2 separate regions of the Mus musculus genome follow, and region 1 is linked to region 2. The links are chromatin contacts, called in public HiChIP or PLAC-seq maps. All regions are on one chromosome and are shown on one strand. The core of a region is the stretch at or near the end of the contact, and the rest is flanking DNA. Distances in the headings are between cores, read along the strand shown. Region 1 has its middle 17 kb from the start of Olfr857. Region 2 has its middle 28 kb from the start of Olfr836.

What was found. HiChIP or PLAC-seq counts read pairs in DNA pulled down with a chosen protein or histone mark.
Region 1: a contact with region 2 is called in an H3K27ac HiChIP or PLAC-seq map of embryonic stem cells, with 4 times the contacts expected there. The contact joins two enhancer-like sites. A contact is called at or near these places in 2 of 115 datasets of contacts at active chromatin or transcription factors (both in embryonic stem cells) and 1 of 9 other capture datasets (embryonic stem cells).

Annotation. Positions count from the first base shown.
Region 1 is chr9:19,693,828-19,696,959 of GRCm38.p6, reverse strand. No RefSeq gene overlaps it. Among named protein-coding and RNA genes, the nearest start is that of Olfr857, 17 kb to the left of the region's middle. Within about 2 kb of position 1,804, at least 8 of the 459 cell types and tissues checked have an H3K27ac peak or open chromatin away from gene starts, as enhancers often do. A contact at or near this core is called in embryonic stem cells, where this site is marked.
Region 2 is chr9:19,091,249-19,094,402 of GRCm38.p6, reverse strand. No RefSeq gene overlaps it. Among named protein-coding and RNA genes, the nearest start is that of Olfr836, 28 kb to the left of the region's middle. Within about 2 kb of position 1,347, at least 16 of the 459 cell types and tissues checked have an H3K27ac peak or open chromatin away from gene starts, as enhancers often do. A contact at or near this core is called in embryonic stem cells, where this site is marked.

The sequences.
Region 1 (3,132 bases), core at 555-3,054, 600 kb before region 2:
TTGCCATTACACCTGTTAATTTTTAATACGATTCATGTGCCTACAGGATTGCTATGGCAAAAGTCTCCTCTAATGTGGATACATTCAAGGATTTCTCCTAAATGCAATATCTAGCCATATTATGAAGCAGTAGCCCAGATGATTATCATTGGAAGGAAGCAGGCACTAACTTATTTTGGCAAAGAGCCAGATATTATTGTTCAGCCTTACAATGTAAGTCAAGAAACTTGGCTGAAACAGCATAGTACAGATTTGTTGCTTGCTCAAATAGGGTTTAACAGAACTATAGACAACCACTACCCTCAAGATAGGTTGATAAAATTTTTAAATGTACATGAGGTGATATTTCCTAAAATGACTTCCTTACAGCCTTTATATAATGCTCTATTGATTTTTACTGATGGCTCCTTTAAAGGGAGAACTGGATTTCTTATTAATAATCAGCAGGTAATCATAAAGACTCCTGGCCTCTCAGCTCAATTAGCAGAATTAACAGCAGTATGGAATGTCTTTCAGTCTGTGCATGAGGCTTTTAATATTTTTACTGATAGTTTATATGTTGCACAATCGGTACCCTTATTGGAGACCTGTGGTACTTTTAACTTTAATACCCCAGGAGGATCTCTGTTTTCACAATTGCAAAACATCATTCTTGCTCGAAAACACCCGTTCTATATTGGCCACATATGAGCTCATTCTGGTCTTCCTGGACCTTTAGCTGAAGGCAATGATTGCATCGACAGAGCTCTAATACAAGCCTTAATTTCAGATCCTGTTGCTTTGGTCAAACGTGATCGTGAAAAATTTCATCTCTCTAGCCATACCTTAAGGCTCCGACATAAGATCACTAAGGAGCAGGCAAGAATGATTGTAAAACAATGTCCTAAATGTATTACATTATCACCAGTGCCACATTTAGGAGTTAATCCATGAGGTCTTATGCTTAATCATATTTGGCAAATGGATGTAACTCATTATGCAGAATTTGGAAAATTAACATATATACATGTTTGTATTGATACTTGTTCAGGATTTCTTTTTGCTTCTCTGCATACTGGAGAAGCCTCCAAAAATGTAATTGATCATTGCCTACAAGCCTTTAATGCCATGGGATTGCCTAAACTTATTAAGACAGATAATGGGCCATCCTATTCTAGTAAAAATTTTACTTCATTTTGTAAAGAATTTGGCATCAAACATAAAACTCGAATTCCTTATAACCCCATGGGACAAGGAATAGTTGAACTTGCTCATCACACTTTAAAAAATTGGCTTTTAAAAACAAAACAGGAGCAATTATATCCCCCAAGGTCACCAAAGGCACATCTTGTTTTAGCTTTATTTGTTCTAAATTTTTTGCAACCTAATTATTAAAGATCAGTCTGCAGCAGATCGCCACTGGCATCCAGTTACTCCTAGTTCTATGCCATGGTAAAGTGGGGGGACCCATTTACTAATGAATGGAAGGATCTAGACCTGGTCCTAATCTGGGGAAGGGGCTCAGTCTGTGTTTTTTCACAAAAAGAAGATGGAGTGTGATGGCTGCCTGAGAGATTAGTTTGTCAACTGGACACAGATCCTGAATTTTCTAGTAAGTATGACTCTAACCTTGATTATGGCTAATAATCCTCTTTAGCCAAAACGTTAAATTAAAGCACAGCCTCCACTCCCAGGGAAGCTGTAAGCCTTTCTGCAATTCTCAAAGTCACCTCCCCCACACCGAGAGCTATAAGTCTATCCTGATCCTTGCTAATTTGCAATTGAATGGAGTACCTGGACTTTCCCAAAAGAAGCTTTTGTACTGTGCCTTTCACTGTTTAGACTTTCTTTTCAAGCAGGTCAGTCAACGCCCTACAGCCTGACTGCAACAGGCGTGCATCCCTGCCCCCAATAGCACGCAGGTGGCAGTTATTAATTTTCATCAAGAATTCTAAGTATACATTGTGGCTTTGGTCTGATTTGGGAATAAGGTGCGCTATGAGGGCCGGTTAGTCAATGACGGGCAACCAGATTCCGGATCATACCAATCTAAGACAAGGGTACATGCCAAAAGGCAGTGGTCATTGATATTACACCACAGAGCCATGTTTGTGTGAATTATAACACAAACTAGCTGCATGTAACTTCCGATGACAGAATTGGATTGTTTAAGAGGATCTGAGATCCTAAGGCAAAGACAGCCGCCAGACATCATAATTCCCAGGCAGGACTATGGAGCATAAATAAATTTTATGCCTCAGTCCAGCTATTTTTTTTAATATTAATAACAGGGAGGAGATGTAGCCTCCCATAAGCCTGAAGCAGGCTAAGCCAGAACTTGACCTTGTTGCCACTAAGGAGATTATCTAAGGTGGAGCCTTCTTCCCTAGATCACTCTATTGTTCTGCCACTGCTGCTGTTCCTCTTCAAGATACTGCTACCTGCTGAGAGGCCCCAGAGCATTCCAGAGACTATGCCTTTTCCTGCACGTCATCACCTGCAGCTGGTTCCCGGGTCCAAGGATGAATTGGCAGGAATGGACTCCCCCCTCCCCTTTTTTAAAGTGTGTCTGCCATTAAAAATTTGAACCTTGATCATAACATTGTCTTGGTTCCATCTTCCTCTTGTTGCCTAGTTTCCCTCTCTTTCAGCACCAGCCTGCTATTCAGGTGTACCTGTCCTTGTGAGCCACTGGATGGCTCGCAACAAAATGCTATTCAGACATGTTCATAACATAAAACAACTTGCCAAAGTGTATTCTCTCCTTTTACCATTTGGATTCCAGAATTTCAATACAAGACTTAAATCTCAGTAGTGTCACATTTACCCCATAATCCATTTTATCTATTCAATTTTCTGAGGCACCATAAAAAAGACAAAAAGAAGCTATATTCTGAATTTAATAGGTGACAGTGTTTATTTGCACATGCACGGCTGCCTCTCTACAATGGGAAATAGGGAAGCCTCAAAGAGGTAAAAGCTGGCTCAGTCACTCTATAGGGGTAGTGGATGTGCTTTGGAAAGAGGAAGTTGAAGAAGTTATGAAGGCTATGTGAAGATGTGTGATCTCTCTGTCCTGGAATTATTTTCTTCAGGGTAGGCAGATAACCTGTGAGACAAGTTGTCCCTGTAAACATTCCTCTCTGGGTTGTG
Region 2 (3,154 bases), core at 98-2,597:
CACAGAACATTTAGTCATTCAGACAACAAGACAAAACGCTCATGAATCAACATGTAAATGAACCAGTGCACCAGACATTAGACAACACAAAGAGGGCAGAGAACTTCTGCTGTAGAGCCACAGAGAATATAGCAGGGCATCCTTTGATTTTCTTTCTGTCTCTGGGAGAGTTTCAAAATCCATTTTCCTCTATTTTATTTTATTTTATTTTATTTTATTTTATTTTATTTTATTTTATTTTATTATTTTAAACCCTATTCCTCTAGCCTGATGCAGTTCTCAACTCCGGACAACTGCCTGTTTCATTATTTTAAACCCTATTCCTCTCACCTGAAACAGCTTTTGAAAGCTGCGGATAACCACCTGATTCAAAGTTTCTAGTCCTTCGCTGTCGAACCCTAAGTGGACCCGGCGCCAGGTCAGCAATGTTCCAACTTAGTCCCTATCCTATCGCACCTCCAGCAACACTTTTTAAAAATGAAGTTTAAAGCCATGCTAGCATAAATACCTGTTGCTCACTGTGCTCGATAAGATCCTGTGATTCTTTCCTTCTCTTGGAGCTCCATACAAGACAGCAGTTCCCTCAGTGTTTTCTCACCATTGCCAATGTCTCCAGATCGTCGCTGTTCAGGCGCCAATCTGTTGTATGTCAGCCCGTTCCCTAAATGAACTGGGTACACCTGGAAGGCAGGCTGGGGCTGATAGAGACTTAGACTGTGAGAGAAATTAATGGAGACCAGACAACATTCCTGTTCCTGCGAGTTTACTGAGAGATGGTGCTTATAAGAGGGAAGGCCCAACCACTCCCACCCCCCACATTCCATTCTTGGTATCTGGAGCCAGCCTGCAGGTGACATGCAGGATAGGATGTTCCTCCAGAATACCTCAGGGGCCTCTCAGCAGGTAGCAGTGTCTTGGAGAAGAGCAGTGGCTGGTGACAGAACAATAGAGCCATCTAGGTCAGAAGGCTCCACCCTAGGTAATCTCCTTCTTAGTGGCAGCAAGGTCAAAGTCTGGATCAGCCTGCTTCAAGGCTGAGGGAGGCTACACTGTAGCAATACAGTTTGCCTGCTGTCCCATCCAGCAGGACTTAGTTATTCCATGGGTGGAGAAGGACCAGGGCCTGAAAGAGAAATGAGCAGAGAAAGGGAAGCGAGACCAAACAAAGAGTTGTCAAGGTCTGTTTAATGAAGGCTAGGAGCCTGATTATAAGCACACAGTGAGAGAAAATAGGGAGGGGTCGAGGGGGCATAATAAAATACAGAGAAAGGGATGGGCACCTGGGCTGGATGCTGATTACAGGCTTCTTGCAGCTTATCTTGGAATGTTGGCCCTAAAACTGTCCCTGGCGGCCTTCAAACTTTCTGCAGTTTATCTTGGAGTGCCATAAATAGTCTCAGGCACCAAACAGAGACATGGAAGAAGAGGTGAAGCTGCCTTAATCTAAGCAGCTCTAGGCGCCAAGTGAAGGAGGGAGTGAAGCTGGCAGTCTCAGGCACCAGGTGGAGGCAATGAAGGAGGGGGTCACATAATTCTCTTCAAAGGGTCAGCTGGATCTTTAGGGTGAGAGTAACTGTGGGACCTAGTTTTCCATGGGTTAGTCTCTCACAGCCTGCCTTCTCTGATTCCTGTTCCAATCTTCTACAGATCCCATAGATCTTCCCCCTTCTAACCACTTTCTGACCCTCATTGTTTGGACTATCCTCCAAACCCGCAAAGCAGCCACTGCTATCCCAAAGGCTGCTCCTTTGAGGGCATTGAATCTACAGCTTCAATGAAATTCTCAACAAATTCCAGCACATTTACAGACATTGAAAGAACAATTCTAAAATTCATTTGGAAAAAACTTAGAACCCAGGCTGGCAAAAACTATTCTCAACAACAATAAGAGAACTTATGGGGGAATCACCATCCCTGAACTCAAGCTCTACTGAAGAATAATAGTGATAAAAACAACATGGTATTGGTACAGAGACAGGCAGGTACATAAATGAAATAGAATTAAAGATCCTGAAATCAACCCACACACCTTTGGTCACTTGATCTTCAACGGAGATGGTAAAATCATCCAATAACAAAAACACAGCATATTCAACAAATGGTGCTGACTTATGTGGAAGCAAACGTGTAGAAGAATACAAATTGACCCATTCACATCTCCTTGTACAAAGCTCAAGCCCAAGTGGATCAAGGACCTCCACATAAAACCAGATACACTGGATCTAATAGAAGAGAAAGTGGTGAAGAGCCTCACACACATTGACACAGGAGAAAATTTCCAGAACAAAACAGTAGTGGCTTATGCTATAAGATCAACAATCAACAAATGGGATCTCATAAAATTGAAAAGATTCTGTAAGGCAAAGAACAATATCAATAGAACAAAGTGGCAATCCGCAGATTGGGGAAAGATCTTTACCAACCCTATACCCAATACAGAGATAATATCCAAAATATACAAAGAACTTAAGAAATTGGACTCCAAAGAACCAAATAACCCTATTTAAAAATGAGGTGCAGAACTAAACCAAGAATTCTCAACTGAGGAATCTTGAATCTTAGAAGCACTTAAAAGAAATGTTCAATATTGTTAGTCATCAGGGAAATGCAAATCAAATGACCCTGAGATTCCACCTCACACCAGTCAGAACAGCTAAGATAAAAAAAAAAAAAAAAAAAAAAAAAAAAAAACCCTCAGGTGACAGGTGACAGCAGATGCTAGCGAGGATCTGGAGAAAGAGAAACACTCCTTCATTGCTAGTGGGATTGCAAGCTGGTACAACCACTCTGGAAATCAGTCTGACAGTTCATCAGAAAATTGGACATAATGCTACAACTCCTAGGCATATACCCAAAAGATGCTCAACATATAACAAGGATACATGCTCCACTATGTTCATTGAAGCCTTATTTATAAGAGCTAGAAGCTGGAAACAGCCCAGGTGTACCTCAACAGAGAAATGAATACAGAAAATGCGATACATTCACACAATGGAGTACTACTCAGCCATTAAAAACAATGTCTTCATGAAATTTGCTGGTAAATGGATAGAACTATAAAATTATCATCCTGAGTGAGGTAACACAGTCACAAAAGAGCACACACGGTATTTACAAACTTATCAGTGGATATTAGAAAAAAAATCTTGGAATA